Regions from separate parts of the Mus musculus genome. Here regions 2, 3 and 4 are each linked to region 1. The links are chromatin contacts, called in public Hi-C and HiChIP or PLAC-seq maps. All regions are on one chromosome and are shown on one strand. The core of a region is the stretch at or near the end of the contact, and the rest is flanking DNA. Distances in the headings are between cores, read along the strand shown.

Evidence for each region. Hi-C and Micro-C count contacts between places; a contact is called where the count stands out from the background. HiChIP or PLAC-seq counts read pairs in DNA pulled down with a chosen protein or histone mark.
Region 2: an H3K27ac HiChIP or PLAC-seq map of neural progenitor cells shows a contact between it and region 1, with 7 times the contacts expected there. The contact joins the promoter of 4833415N18Rik here to the promoter of Shisa9 in region 1. A contact is called at or near these places in 2 of 39 promoter capture datasets (hippocampal neurons and stem cell-derived epiblast-like cells), 4 of 115 datasets of contacts at active chromatin or transcription factors (embryonic stem cells, forebrain, neural progenitor cells and 1 more) and 1 of 9 other capture datasets (embryonic stem cells).
Region 3: a contact with region 1 is called in an H3K4me3 HiChIP or PLAC-seq map of neural progenitor cells, with 8 times the contacts expected there. The contact joins the enhancer-like site here to the promoter of Shisa9 in region 1. A contact is called at or near these places in 5 of 39 promoter capture datasets (3T3-L1-derived adipocytes, embryonic stem cells, liver and 1 more), 4 of 484 Hi-C or Micro-C datasets (bone marrow-derived macrophages, cerebellum, cortical glia and 1 more), 9 of 115 datasets of contacts at active chromatin or transcription factors (astrocytes, bone marrow-derived macrophages, embryonic forebrain and 3 more) and 2 of 9 other capture datasets (liver and macrophages).
Region 4: a contact with region 1 is called in a Hi-C map of cortical neurons, with 1.8 times the contacts expected there. The contact joins the enhancer-like site here to the promoter of Shisa9 in region 1. A contact is called at or near these places in 2 of 39 promoter capture datasets (embryonic stem cells and stem cell-derived epiblast-like cells), 3 of 484 Hi-C or Micro-C datasets (cerebral cortex, cortical neurons and nephron progenitors) and 1 of 115 datasets of contacts at active chromatin or transcription factors (neural progenitor cells).

What each region holds. Positions count from the first base shown.
Region 1 is chr16:11,980,769-11,986,407 of GRCm38.p6, forward strand. Shisa9 (shisa family member 9) reads left to right here and starts at 3,345. Exons shown (of 5, transcript NM_028277.2): 1 at 3,345-4,375. The coding sequence starts at 3,813. Gm32278 (predicted gene, 32278) reads right to left here and starts at 2,977. Exons shown (of 2, transcript NR_155455.1): 1 at 2,790-2,977.
Region 2 is chr16:11,776,384-11,782,022 of GRCm38.p6, forward strand. 4833415N18Rik (RIKEN cDNA 4833415N18 gene) reads left to right here and starts at 3,319. Exons shown (of 2, transcript NR_126430.1): 1 at 3,319-3,464; 2 at 4,265-5,118.
Region 3 is chr16:12,149,562-12,155,200 of GRCm38.p6, forward strand. The region is part of intron 2 of Shisa9 (shisa family member 9); the gene reads left to right. Among named protein-coding and RNA genes, the nearest start is that of Shisa9, 170 kb to the left of the region's middle. Within about 2 kb of position 2,745, at least 8 of the 459 cell types and tissues checked have an H3K27ac peak or open chromatin away from gene starts, as enhancers often do. A contact at or near this core is called in neural progenitor cells, where this site is marked.
Region 4 is chr16:11,821,709-11,827,347 of GRCm38.p6, forward strand. The region is part of intron 3 of Cpped1 (calcineurin-like phosphoesterase domain containing 1); the gene reads right to left. Among named protein-coding and RNA genes, the nearest start is that of 4833415N18Rik, 45 kb to the left of the region's middle. Within about 2 kb of position 3,298, at least 30 of the 459 cell types and tissues checked have an H3K27ac peak or open chromatin away from gene starts, as enhancers often do. A contact at or near this core is called in cerebral cortex and cortical neurons, where this site is marked.

The DNA.
Region 1 (5,639 bases), core at 2,095-4,594:
CAAAGGCTTGGCACATGGGCTGGAGCAATCCTAGCAGGCACAGGCAGAGCCACTGCAGATAGTAAGGGAACTGAATCAGGGGAAAGCTCCTGGGGAACAGGAGGAGGCTTAGGATTCTTCCAGGAAAAGCAGGCAGGGTGGATCTCAGTCTGCTTCCTTCTGAAGCAAAGCTCCTGCAGTTTTCTTCCCGCAAACAGGGGGCAGTCTCTGTTAATTAAAGCCGGAGAGCCTTGTGCAGAGACCAAAGGCAGATCCAGAAGTGGACTTTCCTATTCATCTTTTGTGTAAGGGTATTTAAAAAAATCATGTTTCAAAGTCTCTTAAACCCCCCAAATCTTGAAATTGTGTGTGTGTGTGTATGTGTAAAACCTACTTTTTTTCTATGAGGTCGCTCATTGTAAAGGATGCCTTGACTCTGGCTGGTGAGCACCGAGGAGGTGTTGAAGCAGGGTTGGAAATGGCAGAAAACTACATTAGTAGTTGGAAAGCTTATTCTGGCCTTGGCTTTACCACTTGCTAGCTAGAGCTCACAACTTCTTGGATCCTAGGAAGCCTGCTGGAAGGTCCCTCCCACAAGCCCAAGTATCTCCCAACCTCAGGGAAGACGGGATGCTAGAAAGCACCCTGCGTGCTCTGGGCATTCCTTTCCTCTTTTTTGTCCCAGATCGAACAATTTCTTAAAGATCTCTTTCTAACCCCTTCATGTCTCTCTCCCTCTCTCTCTCTCTTTCTGGATAGGCATATTCCCATGGGTGCAGGTGTGCACACACATGTGTAGCTGTGTGTGCTGAGGCCAAATGACAACCTCAAGTGTCATTCCTCAAGAACTTAATTTTTAAAAGATTTATCTTTTTATGTGTTTGTGTGAATTTATGTGAAGCAAGTGCATGTGGGTTCCGGTGCAGGCCAGAGAGTGCCATGTACCAGTACTGGAGCTGTAGGAAACTGTAAATCAGCTGATTTGGGTGCTGAGTCCTCTGTAAGTACAGTAAGGGCTCCTAACTGCTCAGCCATCTCTCCAGCACCCCATCCCTTTGTCAGGAGATCCCCCTCAGTAGGTTAAGACAGCTGGCCCAAGTGTCCCAGGGGTCTGCCTGTGTCCTCTCCCCCAGCTATGTGATTCTAAGTATGTGCCACCACACTCTGCTTCCTCATGTAGGTTTGAGGGGGTAAACTCAGGTCCTCTTGCTTTCATGACAAGTAATTTCATGATTCATAACTTGTTAAAAATCTTAATTAACTAAACACCTAGCTAACATACTTCACAATTCGTTTTTGTCTGTGTGCCTGGGAACACAGATTATCAAGGCCATTTTAGTCATGTTATTTACATGGCAGTGCTTGGAGACATTAAAGATAGAAACACGTAATCAAAGGTGGGGTGCATGTCTGTTAGGAAGGGACAGGAAGTGGCCAGTCACAGACTCTGGAAGCATAGTTCCTGGGTAAAATGTCAATAGCTTTCACTCCACAAACTCCCTGGGTAGCTTTCTCATTGCTTTGAGGCTCAGTTTCTCTCATTGCTATTGGGAAGATAATATTAACCAAGAAGCAGAGAATTAAGGGAGCCCCTGAGCTCACTGATTCCTCTACAAGACCCCAGGTTGTCTGGTACTCAGTAGTTATTGATTTTTAATAAAAGCAAGCTTAGGGATTGTGCTATAACTCACAGAGAAATGTCAGCTGCCATCAGCTCCCACACCAATGTTTATGGGATGGACAAGGTGGTAGCAGTTGTGGGTTGCCAGTATGACAAATATGCCTCCCACCCTATTTGCAGGGTCCTATGGTGAGGAAGCTGGTTGGCAGTTCTCTTTCCTTTTCACAGTGGGGGATGGGTTGGAGTACATTCTACTGCAGTCAGTCTTGGCTCTAAGACCTGGTGTGGTTTACCAAGGTGGCCCTGGGCTGCATTTGTAAATCTTCTTTCATCAAAGGGAGGGGGAGTTTAGCCAAACCCTTTGATTTGGAAAAAACTTGCCACACAGTCTTAATAAATCCTCTCATAAATTATCAATTAAGAGGATCCCAGCAGACCATTTTACATGTGGCCCAACTTCGTGGTCCTTTGAAAATTTCCCCCAAGAGTCCTGCAGCTGAAACCAAACAAGAGGAGAGGGAACAGAAAACATTGCTTCCTCTGTGATTCACCCAGCCTACTGCAAAGAGCATACTCAGTTAATACAATTAAAAAACAAAACGCCAGGGCGTGTGGGGATATAAATTTAGCTTAGCAGCTTTGATGTGAATCCTGATTTAGGGGCTATTGAAATCAAATTCAAGTAGAGGGCAGGAAGAAATAGGAGAAATGGTCGAGGGCTTATGGAGGGCTGGGAGGAATCAGTCAGGAGAAAGGAAGAGAGAACAAATTTGGAAAGGTTGAGAAGAGATGCTGGGAGCCAAGGAAACAACCTCGGTGAGGATGTCGGGGAAGGGGGGCTCCGTGGGGACAGGGGACAGCCTGCTCTGGAGACTGTCGCGCGGGCTGCAGAAACGAGTGGCTGAGGATGAGTGCCCAGGCCTTGCGCTGCGCCAAAACTGCCAGCGCAGAGGCGGCGCCGCTGTGTGCCCTCCTGTGGAGCTCAGCGTTCGCTGCGGGGGCGAAGAGGGACAGAAAGCGGCAGGTCCTAAGGGCTAGGGGAGTTCTTAGGAGAGCCCTTCCAGGGTGAGCCATTGCCTTCGCTTTGTCCGCTGACCGCCTCGCCAGACCACCCAGCTTTTAATATGAGTTCCCAAGCCCCTGTTCTGGGGTGCTTACCACAGCCCAAGGGGTTTGACACCTAACCCACCTTCCCAGTTCCAGCCTCTTCTCTGTTCAGGGACTCGAACCATCCCAGGCTCGCGCCAGGCATGAGGTCGCATCCCCGGAAAGGGCAAGGCAGTTCCTGCACGCCCGGGAGGAGGAGGGAGATCTTGTCTACACTGCTTCTAGTGTGTCTTGGAGTGAGCAAGCCATCTAATCTGTCCCGATTCTCCTAGTCACCCCTTCCCTGATCGACAGATTGCAATCGCAGCTCCTGCGCACGCACCCCTAGGGGGGGAAATCGAGGGCGGAACCACCTCTGAGTCTTTGCTTGGGGTGAGGAGCACCTTTCTCCCCGAGAGGGTGCCAGAGGTCCCGGCCGTGGTTCTTTCCACCTGCCGAGAAATCAGAGCTGTTCTTTCGAGCCTGGCAGCGGTGGAGCTTGCTGCTTTTGCCCGAGCTCTCTCTGCACGCCCCCTATTCGCCCCCGCCCGCCCGAGTCACCTCTTTACGCGCCCCCGCCCCTTTCGAGCTAGCGCTCACCACCACCCCTCCTCTATCCGCCCTCCTCCCCTTCCCCCTTCCCTCTGGCCCTCCCTTCATTCCACAAGTGTCGCTTCTCTCTCTCTCTCCAGCGCACTTGGCGTGCTAGAGAGGTGAAGAGCATCCTGCGAGCGAGCGGACGTGGGGAGCCGAGTCCCGGGTGGCGGGTGGAAGGGAGTTACGGACACAGCGACTCTCTCCTGTTTTCCACCCCCGCCTCCCCCGGTGGCCAGCAGGACCTGCACCCCGCGCTGGCCCCCGCTCCTGCTCCGTCCCCGCCCGGCCCCGGCGCGCTCCTCCCCGGCCGGCCCCCTTCCTCGGCGCGCGTCGCGCTGGAGGCGAACGCAGTCTGAGCCGAGCGCAGTGGCCGCCGACCACCGAGCGCCCCGCGCCGCCTCCCTGCATGTGCGGCCAGCGGCGGCCCGCAGCCCCCGCCAGCAGCCTCGGCAGCTTCGGCCGCGCGTCCAGAGGCGGCGGTAGCGGCTCCAGCGGCGGCCGAGCGCTCCAGCCCGGGTTGGGAGACACGATGCGCCGAGTCCTTCGGCTGCTTCTCGGCTGCTTCCTCACCGAGCTGTGTGCCCGCATGTGCCGGGCGCAGGAGCGATCTGGGCACGGGCAGCTAGCGCAACTGGGCGGCGTACTGCTGCTCACAGGGGGCAACCGCTCCGGAGCCGCCTCCGGAGAGGCCGGCGAGGGCGTCGGGGGCTCGGACGCACCGCCGACTCGAGCGCCCACGCCAGACTCCTGTCGGGGCTACTTCGATGTCATGGGCCAGTGGGACCCGCCGTTCAACTGCAGCTCGGGCGACTTCATCTTCTGCTGCGGGACTTGTGGCTTCCGGTTCTGCTGCACGTTTAAGAAGCGGCGACTGAACCAGAGCACCTGTACCAACTACGACACGCCACTCTGGCTTAACACGGGCAAGCCCCCAGCGCGTAAGGATGACCCCTTGCACGACCCCACCAAGGACAAGACCAACCTTATCGTCTACATCATCTGCGGGGTGGTGGCTGTCATGGTGCTGGTGGGCATCTTCACCAAGCTGGGGCTGGAGAAAGCGCACCGGCCCCAAAGGGAACACATGTCCAGGTGGGCTGCCTCCCCTTCGCCCCCCTCTTTGGGTCCACTTTCCTTTCCCATCCATCTCCAACATTCCCCAGCCGTGCTTCCCTCCACCCCAAGGTCTCCGATTGGGGAATGTCATCCAGGACGACAACTTTCCCTTGTAGCATTGAGCCAAGCAAGGCATTGGGCTCAGCACAGGTGGGAGTGAAGGCCGAGTGTGGAAGGGGAAAGTCTCTTTTCCCCTCGCCCACCTCCTGTTCCCTCTCACCAGATATGATGGTGGGTCTTGAGACACATAGCCGGGTCTTTAAACTCTTGCGTTTTGGGGAGAGGATCCATTTATGGAGGTAAACAGAGGCAGGCGAACCTGAAAGGAAGTGGGGGGGGGGGCGTGTATGATCCGTGTGCTTGTGTGTTGGAGGGAGGGAGGAACGGAGGGAAAGAGTGAGTACCTCCTGCAACTTGTACACTAGCGAAAATGAAGCAAAGGTTAGGGAGAGTGCACCAGAACCAAAGCCTCCTAGTGCTGGCGCTTCCCCAGAGCTTTGAGGGTCCTTGATTAGAACCTCTTCTTTCCCCATTCCATTTCTCCCTCACCATCTATTCCTCTCTGTGCTGCAGCCATCACAACGCTGCACACCTTGCCTGGCCTGGAGATGACTCCACGGGCCCCCTCCACCCTTCAAGCACCTTGATTCATCAACTTTGCCTTTCCCTTTATTCATTATGCAAGTCCTATCACTGGCAAAGTCGCAGCAGATGGGAGAAAGCATTTGGGGATTAAGGGAGCTATTTGCCTTTTTGTTTAACCCCTCCCCCAAGTGTCTAAAATGATTCCCAGAACTCAATAACTTTGGAGGTGAAGGATGCAGAGTAAGCCAGGAGCCAGGGGAGAGATGCTGGGTTAGCATGAGGTCTGAGTGAGAGGGATGCAAGGAGAACTGTGGGCCAGATGACAGCAGGATGGCTGGAGCCAAAGTCCAACTGATTTTAAGTCTGGGCATTGAAGTCACAGTGTTCTCTTCACTCTCCAACACCCTCCTCCCCCACGTAGGGTGTGTGTGTGTGTGTGTGTGTGTATGCGTGCTAGCTCACAAGTGCGTGTGTGCATGCTATCTGTGTACATGCCTAAAAATCTGAACAAAGAGACCTAGCAAAAATAGGCAAAGGAACATTACCACCCCACTGGTAATCATTTTCTGTGTATATGATGAGAAAGAGTATCCAATGAGTTTTTCCTTTTCCCAGAGATAAGGGATCTGGAGGGAAGGTGGGGAAGTTCTGCTCA
Region 2 (5,639 bases), core at 2,069-4,568, 200 kb before region 1:
CCAGATTCTCCATTATATCTAGTAAGCACCAGGCCAAGATCTATAGGATGGGAAAAAAAAAACAAACCATGAACTTTCAGCTCCAGGAGAATGTTTGAATGTATAATAATAATTTTGTTATACCAATTTTATACTAATAGTATATCAATGAGATCATAAAGTATTTTTAAGTCCTTTTATTATGGAGAAAGGGCATAGGGCTGCAACCACAAGACATGCAGAGAGGCCCAAAATTAGACAAGAAAATGAATCTTTTGAATGTGCATTACATCATTATTTACAGGGCCTGAAAGAGAGTCAAGTACAGACAGCTGCCTCCGCGACATTCCTTAGAGCAAAGGATGGAGGCGCAGTCAGTGCTGGGATGAGGCCCAAGTTGTTGGCCCTTCCCAACCTGAACCAAATTAGAAAGGAGGGGCAGCAAATGAAAGGAATAGAGGGAGGGAGTGAGGGGGAGGGAGGGAGGGAGGGAGGGAGGGAGAGGAGGGAGAGGAGAAAGGAGAGGGAGAAGGAAGAAGGGAGGATGGAATAAGAGGAGGGAAGGGGACATGGAAGATGGAAGTGAGGGTTTAAAACTTTTTAGAGCATCAACATGTCTATGCATGAAAATATAAAAAACAAAGAAAATGATTAGCGAGCCTCTGTTCTCTGGGACTACTGCTTGATCCGATGTGTTATCTCTTGCCCTCCATCACATGGGAGCCTAGGTGTTCATGGTTCCAGGTTGGGAAGTGGGCGTGCTGGTCCATCACCACGGAGGAGGAGGAGGAGGAGGAGGAGGAGGAGGAGGAGGAGGAGGAGGAGGAGGAGGAGGAGGAGGAAGTCAACATGGTAGTGGGACCACGTAATGGATGGAGCCTGGCTTACTGAGTGGTAGGAACTGGCACCAGCCTATAATCTCCAAAGGCCCAGCCCACTTCTGCCAATTAGGTGCCACTTCCTAAAGATCCCCCAGATATCACTGTTACTGGGAAACAAGCACCCTAAACATGAACTTGTGGGTACATTTCTGATTCAGACATAAGACTTAGTGAGCTTGCTAAAAATAAAAGGGTATGAGGCTGGAGAGATGGTTTGGTTAGCAGAGTACTTGCAAGTATGAGGATTTGAGCTGGATCCCCAGAACTCAGGTTAAAAACAAAGCCAGGTATGCTGGCATCCTTAGAATCCTGCTGCAGCCTACTGCTGAGGAGATGGAGACAGGCAGCAGGCCACTGGGGCTTGCTGGCCATCCAGCTTTGCTTAGTTGGTGAGAACCCGGCCAAAGAGAGACTCAGACTCGACAAACAAGGTGGGGGCTGGGAAGATGGCTCAGGGGGTAGAAATGCTTGCAATGCAAGCATAAGGACACAAGCTCAAATCCCTAAGGACCCAAGCTCAAATCTCTAAGGACCCAAGTTAAAATCCCTAAGGACCCAAGTTCAAATCCCTAGCACCTCTGTAAAAGCTGGGCTTGGCCATTTGTGACTGGAACCTAGCTCTGGGAACAGCGACAAGGTGTACAGAGACAGGAGTATCATTAGCACTCATTGGCCACCAACAAGTCTAGCTCTAAACCCCAAGTGCCAGGTTTAATGAGAGACCCTGTCTCAAGGGAATAAGATGGAGAATGACAGAAGATACTGGCAATCTCCTTTAAACTGTATGGGCATGTGTACCTGGACATGTGTGCATGGGTCCTTGGGAAGCACTTGGGAAGACTATGGTCTCCACATATTCCTGCATACATGTGCATACATATTGGCATACACATATACACACATGCACCAAACACATAAGCAACCGTACAAGGCAAACAAACAAACAAACAAACAAACAAGCAAACAACCCAGAACCATGGTTTTGCCTGTGCATCCCACATTTATCACAAATTTAGCGTCGTCAAACCTTCTCTTTATTTTTGGGCACTTGTTTCAATCACTTATGTGAGCGTGCATTATTCATATTATCCACATGATTTTTTTTCTAAAAACACTTTTGGCAGCCAGCCTCATGATTCTGACTTATAACTCATGGGCGGGGCTGTGCCTGGAGGAGGGCACACTGCAGGAGCTAAAGGAATGTTCAGACTCTCAAAGACAGCTGGATACCCCACACCGGGAAACTGAGCAGGAAGAAACTTGCCCTGGCAATCTACACAATTTCCAGTGGTAAGTTGCTGACATTTATTGAAATTAAAAGTAAAGGTAACATTTGACCCAACAATTCTGCCACCAGGAGCTGGCTTTCTATGAAGCTCCCTGCATCCGAAGCAAATCCAGGTTATGTGAAGTGCTCACCAAGGCACTGGGTGGGGCCATCACCCATTCCAGGCAATAACAAAACGACGTCACACAGTCCTGGGGCAGCACAGGAAGCATTCTCTCCACCAAGGGACACTGAGAAGGTCCCAGCATGGCACATTAACTAGAGGAAAATGTGTGTGCCTGTGCTTTTAAAATAGATTCTTAGATTTGGGTATGCATGAAGTTTTTCTGGAAGGCTAAGAGACTGAAGCGGTGACGGCTCTCAGGGAGGTGGCCTTGGAGGACTGTATTGCAAAAGGAGCTTTGAGGCTATATCTGCATCTATATCTGTCTATATCTTCTGCTGCTGTTTGAGCATTTGGCCACATGGATGACTCATTTGCTTTAATTAAAATAAAAGCAGCAGCAAGCAAAGCAATGCCCCAGAACCTTGGGTGGAGTGGGGAGCAGAGGCTGAGGCATACGCAGGTGACGGGTGGCGTCTGCCCATGTGGCATCTGTAGGTGATCATGCTGCGGCTTGGCATCTCCACCTGATTAAACTGGGTGAGCAAGAGGAATCTGCACGTCCGTGGGAGGCTCCTGTCACCAACCCTTGCTGTAAAGAAAGGCTTGCATGCCAAGCAGGTGGCAGGTAGAGTTCCTGTCCTGTCCCTGGTTTCCACATCAGCTCCAGCTCCAGGGACTTCCAGGGAGCAGATGTAGGGCAGGCAGGAGGCTCAGCCTGCTGCTCCCTGGCAGCCCATCTGCTCTGCCAATGCCTTCCAGATTCAGAGCAGTTATGGGGCCCTGAAGCTTGGGAAAGCCGCTGGGGAAGCTCACAGGGCAGAAACAGCAAACTGCAAACCTGCTGCTACTGCAAGCTGTGTGGCTCCGAGGGACACACACCTCCTCTAAGCCTTGGTTTCCTCACAGGCAAGAAGGAGTTGATAGTAATATCTGGGCAGAGGAGACAGCCCAGGGGATAAATTGCTTGCTGTGTGTGATGGTTTGAATATGCTTGTCCCAGGGAGTGGCACTATTAGGAAGTATGGCCTGGTTGGAGGAAGCGTGTGTCTGTGGGATGGGCTTTGAGAGCCTCCTCCTAGCTGCCCATGAGCCAGTCTTCTTCTAGCAGACTTCAGATGAAGATGTAGAACTCTCAGCTCCTCCTACACCATGCCTGCCTGGATACTGCCATGCTCCTGCCTTGATGATAATGGACTGAACCTCTGAACCTGTAAGCCGGCCCCAATTAAACGTTATCCTTATAAGAGTTGCTTTAGTCATGGTGTCTGTTCATATTAGTAAAATCCTAAGACACTGTAATAGAAAGGACCTGCATTTGAATCACCAGAATCTATGTAAAAGCCAAACACAGCAATGCAAATCTGAATCTTTGATTTTCCTAAAGTAAGATGGGAAGAGGAGACAGGAAGATTTCGGAAGCTCATGGGTGAACTAGTTTGGAATAAGAGAGCTAACAACAAAAGGACACTTTGCCTCCAACAAGGTTAAAGGCAAGAGACCACATCTGAAGTTGCACTACAAGCATGTTGTATCATATGTGTTCTGCATCCTCACATGCGTGCATGTGCGCGCACACACACACACACACACACACACACACACACACACACACACAATATCTAACTATCTCTAGGAGCCTGAAGTACTACATACAAGTTCATCCATGGCAGGAACTCATCAAGTATCCACCACTCATTCCTCTGACACTCTTGCAATGGCCTGGGATTTACACACACACACAGATACACACACAGATGCACACACACACATACACACACACACAATCACACACACATACACACACACGCACACACACACAGACACACACACACAGACACACACACAGAGACACAGACACACACACACACATAGTCTTTGCTATTAAGTAATTTATTTTCTACCAAAAGAGAGGTGATACATAATAATAGTTTTTCTATACTTGCAGAACTATATCTTATTTAACTTGTTTCATAAACCCATGCAGTCGTTATTTCTGTTCATGTTTTATAGATGAGGAGATGAGACTCCCAGGAGGATGAGGGCCACCCACAGGGCTATGGAAGAGGCTCAAGACTGATGAGGAAGGAAGAAAATCAGCTGGATCCTCAAGACACAAACAGACTAACAGACTCTTTCATTGCAACCTTTAGGGCGGAGGAAATTTGACATAGGATGCAGGGGCATCATACGATCGACTATGAGCAATGTGCCCACCGCGTGAGCCTCTCAGGACACAGGAAGTAAACCAACAGTCTCACTTTCCAGTGTCTCACCTCGGCTTCTCTTCTGTTCTCTTTAATTTGTCTTCAGAGCACTGAGCAGTGGTCGTCCTTGGTCCCAGACAATACTGTCTCTAAGAGAAGACCAACACAGTTAGAGACAGGACGGCCCAAAGGAGAATCAGATCCGTCCAGTTTAGGCCATGTATCTAGTTATGGACCCGTCAGCTTTGACAAAGGAGCTAGGGTCTTGTAGCGTGCTTGTTCTTATAGAAGGTGCAGGTCAGAGGGCCTGGCTGCCCACGTCCTCCTTGGAGACTCAGAAAGAAATAAGAATTTCAAGAGATAGTAGTGAAGTGGTTTACAGAAAAGAATTTCCGAATTTTCCTTTTCTTTTCCTCAGTCCTTATTGCATTAACCTTGTGATTGTCAACATACTTGTGTGTTGCTGAATATTTTAAGAAAAATCAACAAATGTTACCTTGAAACAATAACAAAGCCCAGAAAAATGCAAAACAGCCTTGGTCTGTCCCAGCGTCTTTCATCTGAGAGCACAGAGAGCCAGCGCTAGCCTGGGGAGGGGGTGTGTGGCTAGAATGTGTGTGTGCTCAGGGCTTTCATTAAAAACACATTTTATTTACTTTATTTTGCGTGCGTGCATATTTAGGGGAGGGCATGTGCATGCCTGATGCACATATGGAAGCCACTGGGCAATTTTCAGGAGAGAGCTCTCTCCTTTCCATTGTGTGGGCCCCAGGAATCAAGCTCAGGTGCTCAGGCTTGGTGTAGGGGGCTTTACCCACAGAGCTATCTCACTGGCCCTAGTGTTTCCTAACACTTCTAAGTTACATATTCAAAGTATCTGTGAATGTAGCCTTATAGGGAAATAAAACCTTTGTAGATGAGATGAAATGCAGTGGCGGGAAGGGTGGTGAGGCAAATCATAGCCATGAAGCGTTCCTGTAAGACAGGGCTCCATAGCCTTAGCCAGGGCTCTCAGCCATCTTGACATTTTGAGCTGGATCGTTCTGTGTCATGGAAGTCTGTCCTGTGCCACAATGCCAGTCTTTACCTACTTGAGTAGAGTAACATTATCCCTCCCCCAGTTGTGACAAAGCTCTGCAACCAATAAGTATGCATGGTGGGGGAGGGGCATTCAGGACATT
Region 3 (5,639 bases), core at 1,495-3,994, 170 kb after region 1:
CACGAGCTCTGGGGGGTACTGGTTAGTTCATATTGTTGTTCCACCTATAGGGTTGCAGATCCCTTTAGCTCCTTGAGGACTTTTTCTAGCTCCTCCGTTTGGGGCCCTGTGTTCCATCCGATAGCTGACTGTGAGCATCCACTTCTGTGTTTGCTAGGCCCAAGAATAGCCTCACAAGAGACAGCTATATCAGGGTCCTTTTAGCGAAATCTTGCTAGTGTGTGCAATGGTGTCAGCGTTTGGAGGCTGATTATGGGATGGATCCCTGGATATGGCAGTCTCTAGATGGTCTATCCTTTCGTCTCAGCTCCAAACTTTGTCTCTGTAACTCCTTCCATGGGTGTTTTGTTCCCAATTCTAAGAAGGGGCAAAGTATCCACACTTTGGTCTTCGTTCTTCTTGAGTTTCATGTGTTTTACAAATTATATCTTATATCTTAGGTATTCTAAGTTTCTGGGTTAATATCCACTTATCAGTGAGTATCAATATCATGTGAGTTCTTTTGTGATTGGGTTACCTCACTCAGGATGATGCCCTTCAGGTCCATCCATTTGCCAAGGAATTTCATAAATTCATTCTTTTTAATAGCTGAGTAGTACTCCATTGTGTAAATGTACCACATTTTCTGTATCCATTCCTCTGTTGAAGGGCATCTGGGTTCTTTCCAGCTTCTGCCTACTACAAAACAATTAATTGCTTGGACTCTGGAAGCATGGCATTGAAACTAAGTATTTTTCATGTGAGAGACTTTACCTCATATTTCCTCTTCCCAATCTGGTTTATACTGGACCTTGACCCTCTCCTGCTGCCTTCCTTTGGTTTCTCAAATGGTCTACTGGCCTTGAGTTTACTCATCCAGACCATGGTGTCTAATGAAACCTCATGACAGTTAATATACTTGATGGCCTGGCCCCAGCCTACCTGGTCAGTCTTCACTGTACTCTAATGAAGTCTCATGACAGTGTGTGTGTGTGTGTGTGTGTGTGTGTGTGTGTGTGTGTGCATACACAGGTGCATAAACTTGAAGGCCAGAGAAATGCCTCAGTAGGTAAGAACACTTGCTGAACAAACATGAAGACATGTATTTTGATCTCTGTCTCTGTCTCTCTCTTACACACACACACACATACATACACACACACACACACACACACACATACATACACACACACACACACACACACACACAGAGAGAGAGAGAGAGAGAGAGAGAGAGAGAGAGAGAGAGGAGATAACAACTGTGTATGTTTTTAATATAGGTTGGGCAGTGCAGTGCTTGCTGCACGAACTGTGGTTCTTAGTTTGATTCCCAGTACCACAATCAAGCAAGAAGCCAGCCTCCTCAAACCAAGCCACCATTACCACCATTCATTTTAAAATTTTCTCTGTGTTGCTTGACATAGGCAGGGTGAGCACTGTCCAGGGGAGCTACATCTCCAGTCATGTCAGTTTTAGAACCTACAAGTTTTAGGTCCCAGTAAGGTGCCATCCCTCCCGTCCCCTCTGGCAACCATTTCAAGCTCCATCGATGGACTTCGACTGGGTATTTTTAGCAATCAGCCATGCTGCATGTGGTATTCTCTTTGCCTTTGCATTGTGTTTTCAAGATTCATCCATGTAGCATGTATGGAATCTTCTTTTTCATTACTGAATAATATTCTAGTATATGGGCAGCCTTCACCCCTTGGCAGGAGTTTGAGGCTCTTTCCATTTGGGACTTACTGTGAATGATAGTTTTACTAATATCAACAGGTATGTCTTTGTGTGGACACGTATTTTCATTCCTCAGGTAGGTATCTGGTAGCAGACTGTTTGGGTAATGCCGTAAGATAGTATTCAGCTGACAATCAACTCTATGCTGTGTCACCTTTTGAGGTGGGCATTGGTGGGGCATGCCTGCAATCTGGGTTGGAGACTGAGGAAGTAAAATGTGACTTTGAGGCCAGGCTGGGCTATAGAGTGATTTCAAGGCGAGCTTGGAATACAGACTGCCATCCTAAAAACATCTTTAAAACACTACCAAAGTTAGAGCCTTATCAAAGGCTGTGTCTGAAAATGCCCTAGGACCCAGAACGCCCTCTGCACAGCCACAGCTGGGCTTATGGCTAAAAGGATTTGCATCCTTCCAGCTTATCCATTTGCTGGGACAGTTCCACCCACCAGTCACACTTCCTGCAACAGGCACCCCAGGGAACAGGGAACACAAAGGTTTCTGTGGCATCTGAGCTTGAATTTTTCTCCATCTGGGATCGATGTAATGACTGCAAAAGGCAGCTGCAATTTTCCTTGCTTGAAAAGGGCTTTTCATGCAAGAGGGGGAAAAAAAAAGATGAAGACTGAGGCAGAAAGGTGAACTTTGGAAACTGTCCTGAATAGAGAGCCGTATTCTCTTGCTTCATGTGTCTCTGGGACCAATGCGTTGCATTCAGAAGTAGCGCGTTTGTTTTCAGTCTCTGTCTGCTTGGATCTTTGGTAATGTCCAGAGGCTCACCGGACTTGAAACGTCAGTCAGAATCAAAGGTGGTTGGAGATGTGGAAACAACCTTCTGAGGGTGTGACAGGCCAATGAAGCCACTCAGCCAAAGAACTGTGATATATATGGAGCCTGTGATCACAGAGTGACATGTGACCTTGTTCTTCCCTTGGGAGCCTGGGGAAATCTGGTCTCAAACAGACAGACACTACTGAACTGAACCTTTGCATATCTAAAGGATGAGTAATTTGTTTAAATTGAACTGGTGCCCACATTACAGGGCTCATTACTAGTGACTGATGTCCCCTCAGTGGGCCTGAAGGCATAAAGAACTGGGCTCCCAGGAGTAGTGTAGCCTGCAAGAAAGGCATCCCATAATGAATTATATAAAAACTCTCCCTTCTTATGTATGGTGCTGCCCAGAGCCAGACTACCTGAGTTCAAATCTTGTTGAAGATCATTGGACAATTTCCCACCTTCATTCTGCCTTGGTTTCTCTATCTCTGAAGTGGGACTGAGTATAGTCCTTCCCCACTGAGCTCATCTTTGTGAAATACCCACTGTGCTGCCATTTCAACTCTTTAAGTCTCTAGTCTACCAGGTGGGGAAAATTTGAATCTTGGGCTATTCTAATAACCCCAGGAAACTCACTATTGGCTCTCTAACATGTGGTGGAAGAGTAAGTCAGAGGAGGGAAGGAAAGCAGAGAGAGAGAAAGAGGGAAGATTACAAGGCAGAATGAAGGAAGGGAGAAGCTGGGATGGTAAGGGCTACTTGGCCTCTAGTGCTCACAAGATCTGGCTGCTGTCCTCGGAAGTCCATTTCATTTTGTATTTACAGATGAAAGAACTGAAGTACAGAGGGGTTAGGGACCTTACCTGCAAACACACAGCCAGGAAGTGCATCTGCGATTCAAAATTGGTCTTTCTGTCTTTAAGACCCTCCGTCCCTCTGTCCCTCTGTCTCTTCTTTCCTTTTTTTCTCTTCTTCCCTTTCCATCCCTCTTTCCTTTTTTTTGGGGGGGGGGGACAGGGTCTTACCCAGGATGTCCTGGAACTCTTGATCTTCCTGCTTTATCCACACCCCATTCCCAGGGCTTTGGGTTACAGGCTTGTGCCACCACACATGCACTGACATTTGTTTTTAAGTGACCACCCAAACTCCTTCCATTTAAGCCCAGATCATTCACAGTGAACAAAGAAATAAAGGGTTTAAATTTTTTTGTGTCTTCCTTCCTTCCTTCCTTCCTTCCTTCCTTCCTTCCTTCCTTCCTTCCTTCCTCCCTCCCTCCCTTCTTTTTTCCTTTTTTAAAGGAAATAGGCTATATCTGCTCTGATTCATCAGAGACTAAGATGCTGCATAAAATTTCAGTTCTTCCTGAATTTGCAGGAATTCTTTGTTAAGGACATACTTGATGCATAAGTAGTGAGCTGAAGTACTGAGGGGGTCAAGGAAGAGGTTTGGATTTCTGCTTTCTAGCCTCACCTTCCAGACAAGTTGGTGTCTGGGGCTTTACCAGACTACGTGCTTCAGGTGTGACTAACCTTTTGACAGTGGCATGACTTTGGTTGTTATTCATGAAGTTCACACTTGTTTTGAGAACTTCATAATCAAGTCACAGAATACAAATCCCCTCAAATAAAATATGCATAGGAGTTTTATGTTGGGCCACATTCATAGCTATCTTGGGCTTCTGCAGCACACAGGCCACAAGTTCGACATCCCAGGAAGACTTTTTGCCATGTTTTCTAGGGCCTCACCTTATATTAGGGTTAGTCCTGAACACACAAGCAGATAAGTTTACACTGCACCTCTCATGGAGGCCATATCAGCTTTGTTTGCTCTGTTTTTTTGGGGGAGGTTATTGTTATTTTTGGAGCAAGGGCCTTATGTAGTCAAGGCTGGCCTTAGTCAAACTTAGTCTGTAACTGAGATGACCTGGTCCTCTTGCCTCTGCTTATACAGCATCGGGATTGCAGGCATGTCATGACTGCAGATGAGGTTTTTATAAAGCAAATTTGAGATCAATACAAGTTTGTGGGTCTGGAGTAGCTGCTGCTTTATCTCTGTGGGTCTGGATTGGTTGCCGCCCTATCTTTTGGTTGGATGATCTCCAGTGATCATAATACTGATCCTGACTCCTTCAGAGAACATGCAACACAACGCCATTTCACAGCTCGAGCATACATTGGCAAGGGTGAAAGAACATGGGGCTGGCATGTTCCCTTTCACTACACCTGGTCCATCTTAGGATTTTGGTGTCTTGCTACCATCATTCTAACTCAAATTCCTGGCAGTGGAGCAATAAATCTGCAAATACCTCTCAGATCTACACTGACCCAAATCGAAAGCCTTTTCATTGTTTGTAGTGATGATGGCTCTGCTGGCTCCCAAGGGACAGATAACAGAGCATCTACTGAGGCTTGCGGAAGAGGTCTCTGCCTGACACTTGGGGCTGAAGTTAGGGAGAAGCTTGGGGGCTCCCCACCCTCCCAGAATAGGAAAAGACCAGTTTGGAGTTTTTGGAACAGTGCTTTTGAGTTAACTGGCAGCCTGCCGCAGGACTTGGCACTCACTGGACAGGAATAGACATTGAAGCCCTGGGAAAATTGTCTTGCTTGAGAGGCCAAAGCTCATTATTATGTTGGGTACAAAGGAATTTGAGCAGCAAGGTCAGAGCTGATGTGCTGAATATCCATGTGCTCCAGGGACCCAGCCCAGGAACTGAAAATGGCCCCAAATTACTGGGCTTATTCATCTGTTTTCTCTGGCTGTGTTCTTGGAACCCATGGAAAAGGAAGGTCCGAACACAAAAGAAATTGGGAAAAGGCCCAGACCCATATTTCAGGGAGGAAAATGGCTTTGTGGCCATAGACTACAGGTCATCTAATTGAATTCTCTGTCAATGTGGACTTCTCTAAATGCCCTAGAGGGAATCACTAATCCTTTCTGTCATTTGCTTATTTATTCGTTCAATGTCCACATCCTGAGGACAATGTTGAAACCTGGAGTCATGTCTCATCACTTTAGGGGTCGCCTGTATCCACTGAAATATTCCTGAAAATAGATGTATGTCATCTAAAAACATAAGGGTTTGACAAATCAGCAGTCTCCTTTTTCAGGCTTCCTTCACCTACCTGGATCTTGTTAAATTTTATGTGTTTAT
Region 4 (5,639 bases), core at 2,048-4,547, 160 kb before region 1:
ATAGTGGTACAGTGTGTGCTTTAACAAAGAGCTGCATTTATTTGTTAAATTCCAAAGGGATTATCTAGTTTTGTAGCTCTCCCCTCTTCTAAATTAGTGGTCCCTTTCCAGAAAACTAGGAATAGCATGTATTCCTTATCTAGTCTAAATAATCTCAGGCTCAAAGTAGTCAAGTTTCCCATACCCTCCAGGAGCCCTGAGGCTTTGGTCTAGCCTTTGCTCAGGGTTGATGCTCCCGAGCAGACTGTAGGCTAGCCCTCAGAGCACACCTGGCTCTACCTGGAGAGTTTTGTGTGAAAAGAAGGAAGCCAGAAACACCCATCTAGTTAATGGCCTGCTGAGAAATCTCATCATAGTTCAGGATCACAGAGCAGCAAATAGTTCCGTATGGAGCACTGTTCAGGCATGGTGCCCAGCACTTCTAGGACACGCCTCATTTTATCTAATGCATCAACCCTGAGGGTGGAATGAGAACCTTTGTTTTACAAAGGACAATAGAAAGCAGAAAGAGATGCCACATGGTGAAGGGGCCACCAAAAGGGTGAGACTGAAGCTCTATCCCAACCCATGGATGGCCTGGTGCTTACCTGCCTGTTACATAGCTTCTCCCATCCCACTGGCCCCCACAGCAGCCATCTTGGGCATCTTTCATAAGTTTTCCCTTTGTTGGCTTCTGCATCCTAGCTATCCTATGACTTACGCAGAACCTGGGTTTAAGTTATTGAATTGCTTATGTCTTTCTAGGACATGTTAAAGTAAATATCAACCATTGGACATTTTAAGTAGTACCATGGCCTTCCCAATCCTTCTCTGCTCCAGGCTGCATCACAGGCCCCAGGCACAGTGTTGGGCTCACCCAGGAATATGAACTGAGAAGCAGGGGAGGTTCTCTGAGGGCAGACCCCTATACTGAGCCAGCCACATGACCACAGCAGGTTGCAGGAAGCACACAGCCATCACGCATGCACACTCTCTACCCAAGGACTCAGAAAGCTAGTGTCTTTTGGGAGGGAACATGTCTCGGACAGAGGCAGGGGCAGATCCACCACCTTTTTTTTTTTTTTTTTTTAATAGTTGGAACATGGCTATAACCAGTTGTAGACATGTTCTCTCTTGCCAATTACATATTACAGAAATGTTGCTAAATAGCTCTACAGAGATCTCAGGTCAGGTAAACCCCAAATATTTACAGCCTAATGTTTTTCAAGAAAAATCTTACAAATACCTACTCTAGAGTAGTGTTTCTTAAATTTTTCTACTTATGATACTATTTTGCTTGAGAGATTTTTATACAATCCTGAAATATAAAAGAGGTATGTAAATAAAAAATTGCTGACAACAACTCATAGTTATTTCATTGTAATTCTTTGTAGATGTATAATTTTAGCATTTATTAAAGATGAAAGCAAATCTGTATACCAATGAGATGGACTTGCTTGTTTATTTTATAGGAAGAATTAAATCTTAGGGCTGTAGAGATGACTCAGTAGCTAAGAGCACTGGTGGCTCTTTCCAGAGGACCTGGGTTCAGTTTCTTGCACCCATATAATGGCTTACAATCACCTGTAACTCCTGTCCCAGGGTATCTGACAGCCTTCTGGTCTCTGTTGGCACCAAACATATATATGATATAGACGCAGACATAGGCAAAACACCTGTACACATAAAATAAATATGTAAAATTTAAAAAAGAGAATTAAATCTTGGCTGAATATATAAGACATTTTACAGAGTGGACATTTTGACTACAACTACAATACCAGGACTGTCAACTCATGAAAATAAATAGTCTGAGATAGCAGAAGCACACGTACGCCATTTCAGAAACTGCTACAATATCTGCCCTAATCACAACCAAGCCCATTAACATATTTTAAAGGAAACTCAGTCAGCAACTCAAACAATAGTTTTTAAAATAACCCATCCTGACACAACCCCACCCAGAGATACATTAATTTGGTTCTTACACGCTAAGCAATGAGAGTTGAAAACAATCATCTTTGTTTTCTGCAATTAAGCTATTATGTTCCTATAAGAGCAGAACACTTTACATGTACATTTAAGAACACCCTGTAATTCATAACATATAATAATCTCAAATTTGAGCAAAGACACTTTGGGCAGCAGCATCTGCGGGTGTCGCATGGTGTGATGGTGTGCATAATGCTAAGTGCACACACTGAGTGTTAAGGACCAAGGCGGCAAGGATGCTGTGTACTGCAGACAATACAGCACGGTGCTAATACTGCTGGAAACACTTCCAGTTGGGATGGGTTTGATTCTGAGTTAGTTTTTGATCACTGTGTGTTTTCTTTTCCTGTCTCCCATCCCATATTCAGTAGTGTGACCCCATATGTGGGCACATCTCAGTTTAAGATGCAGTGCTCTAGGAAGTGTGTCTCCCATCCAGATCTCAGCTGGCCATTATAGGCAGTGTGGGCATCCCGGCAATGCTGCTGCTAGGGAGATGTGACCCAGGCCAGGCTCTGTCCCTGTTAAACGGTGAGTCTTTATCAAGGGGTCACTAGTGTGTGACAGGCTCAGGGTTGGACTTCCTCTAATGAACACAAGCAGAATCCACTTCCTGGTAGCATCAGGATATAGACAGCTGTGGTAGTGGTGAGACAGACGGCCTAAAGTTCTCCTCTGTCTGTAATGCAGTCTGACCTCCACCTTCTCTAAAAACTTGAAATCCTAAGGCTGCAACCAAGGGCTGAGAGCTCGCCCTTTCTTTCTGTTTCTCTGTTAAAAAGCACACAAATACTAGAGATGAAACGAATTCTGTGAAATTACTCATTAACTTTTGCAAGAAAGATCAACTTGCTGGAATTTTTTATAATTGCCAAATGTGCCCCGGGCTCTTTAATACACCATCCTTAAGCTCTGTGAGGAGAATGAGAGGAAAGAAAAGGTATCGCCGAGACATCAAGGGGAAACATGGGCAGCCAGAGACTTCCCTGTTTTCTCTTTTTTAAGATGGGAAATTTAAACTGCAATCGGCATTAACTGGGTCACACACTAACCTGCTGCTGAGAGAGGCCTGAGGGACGAGCCGACCTCCACCTTCCACCCAGGTTTCATTATCTACGCTCTGTCTTTGTGACTCCAGTTCGGTATCAGGTGAATTAGGGGGAAACCAATTTCTGCATCCCTGGGATATGATGAAACTGATTATCCCCAGGCCGAGCAAAGAAGACTGCGAATAAGCAGCGCTGCTTCACATTTGGGCGCCTGTCCTGCCCTGATACCTGTTTATTTCCACCAGTTACTGACAGTGTTTCTGTTCCATACAAAGACGCTCCCCACCCCCGTCAATGACTTCAAAAGTAGAAACAGGAAGCATCCGTTTCTAGGGAAACCTGAGGTTGGAAGCTCTTCATCTTTTGGATCACAGAGCACATTCCTACACAAATGGTGGTCTATTGTATGGTGACAGCCCTTCCTCCTCATTTACCTCATCCCATTTACAAAAATTAATGCAACAATGGGAGATGATTGTTGATGCTCATTATTAAATCATTTATTCATCCCACACAATGATTCAGAATTATTCATTAAACTTACTGGAAGGAAGCAGGGTTTTTATCCCCACAGTGGCTTGGGGAGGGATGTATTCTTTAAAAGGATATTTTATAACAACACAATTATTGTAATTAAAAGCTACCCTGATCATCTGATGAGCTTCTGACATATTTTTGAGCACTGGCATTTTAGCACAAGGAGAAAACCGAGACTGAAATAGTATTAGGAAATACTATTGCTGTGGGGACAAAAGCTAGAGGCAACATTAAATACCACCTGCCACTGTCACCCCAGCTTTATCACGGTCTTTAAGTTAATACATTTTACAAAATATCACTGACTGCCTGACTTTCCAAAATGGGTTCAAGTTCTCTTGCTGTGGCTTCAGCCACTGTCCACATTCTGCCTGGTCAAGTAGCAGCCCTGCCCTGCCCCTGAGACACACATATACAGGGCTTGCCATCCAAGCCTCCCAACCTAGCAGCACGGCGCGGTTCTGTCCACACAGAAACTGCAACTGCAGATGTTGCCTGTTTGTTCTGTGTCTGATGGCCAGGCTTAGCACGCAATGGAGACCCACAGTAGGAGGGGCTTCGAGCTCTTTAGTGCTACTTGAAGTAGATTTAGGTGAGGATCCTAAGGCTAGGGGCAAAGAAGGGCTGCAGGAGAAACAGATTACTGAGTGACCTAGATGAAAGGCAGGGAGGAAAGACAAAGGCCGCACACCTTACGATGTGGAAGGCACAGGACAGACAATATGAGATGGAGTCTTCTCCATTGCGCTTGTCATAGAGTGTGTCCTGGACACCATTGAGCTCTGTCAGCGGGCCGTGGAGGGCTGGATGAGGTAAAGACTTTCCTTCCTGCCCTGCACTCCATCCACATCACAGAGGCCTTCCTGTGAGCCGAGCCCTGAGTCATACCTAAAGGCAGGGCAGATGGACCTTCAAGGAGCTGACAGTCTAGTGAGAGACTCAGCATGTCCAACTGACAAGAGCTGGATCAAGACAACGCTGACCAGGAACTGGAGGGGAGAAGAGCTTTATACCAAAAAGGTAGAAACCTGAGTTGGTCTCACAGCCAGAGCAAAAGGAAAGGACTTCTGGGAAGGGCAAGCTGAAGGAAGAGCTGGACCTTGTGCAGGGGTTGGAGAATGTACAGAGGGCCTGGCTGGAGCTGATTCAATATGAAGGAAGCAGAAAAAGGCCCCAAATGAACACAGTCCTGCCAGGCAAGGAGACCCTACTGGACCCAGAGTCCACAGGATGCAGGTCTAAAACCATCAAGAATGGAAAACACCACCAAGTTTCACGCTTACAAACCAACTTTTGGATCATAATTTGGCTTCCTATTTAGTTCTGCCTAGGGACAGGGTTGGTCCTACACAAAGGCACCAACCAGCTGTAGACATCAACCTTCACAGGATGGGGCCATGGGATTCACTTCAGAAGCACACACAGTCCTCAGGGGATGTGCTGACAAGAAACCCTGCTCCAGCTGTTGTGTCCCACAGGCTCTGGGTAGTTTTACCACACTTCCTCCACAGGCACCCTGTTAGCACTGTGGATCCTCTCAGCATCTGGACATTCTCAGAGATGGCATGTGCTCTGTCCTGGGATGGGCAGCTCAGACCCTTGTGCCACTCGAGAATGCTGACAGCATGATGAACAACCAGCAGTTGGGAACTGAGTTTGCATCATTTATATGCATCCACGTGTGGTGGAAGAACTGGATATTCTCTGATGTAAAACGGTCTCTCTGGTGGAGCAGATGCCATCCTGATATTAACTCTGCTTCCCTGGCTTCAGAAATGCTTTCCACACTAACTCAAGCATGGCCTGAGATATCAAAGGCCTTCAATAGGAGTTTCCCAACATCATCTCCACAGAACAGTTGGAGAATGTCTCTGATAACACAAGCTTTTTGTAAAATGCCCCAGAAGTACAGAAGAGCCTATTGGGTTTCACAGTGGACCATGAGTAAGAGAAGACCAGAAGTTGTTTTGTTGTTGTTTTTTTGCTTAACAAATTTTGGCTCTTGAGATAGACCACTTCCAACTTCAACTCTTGCTCCTTCCTGCAGCAACTAAATGAAGCAATTCATTTCTTACAAGGGTG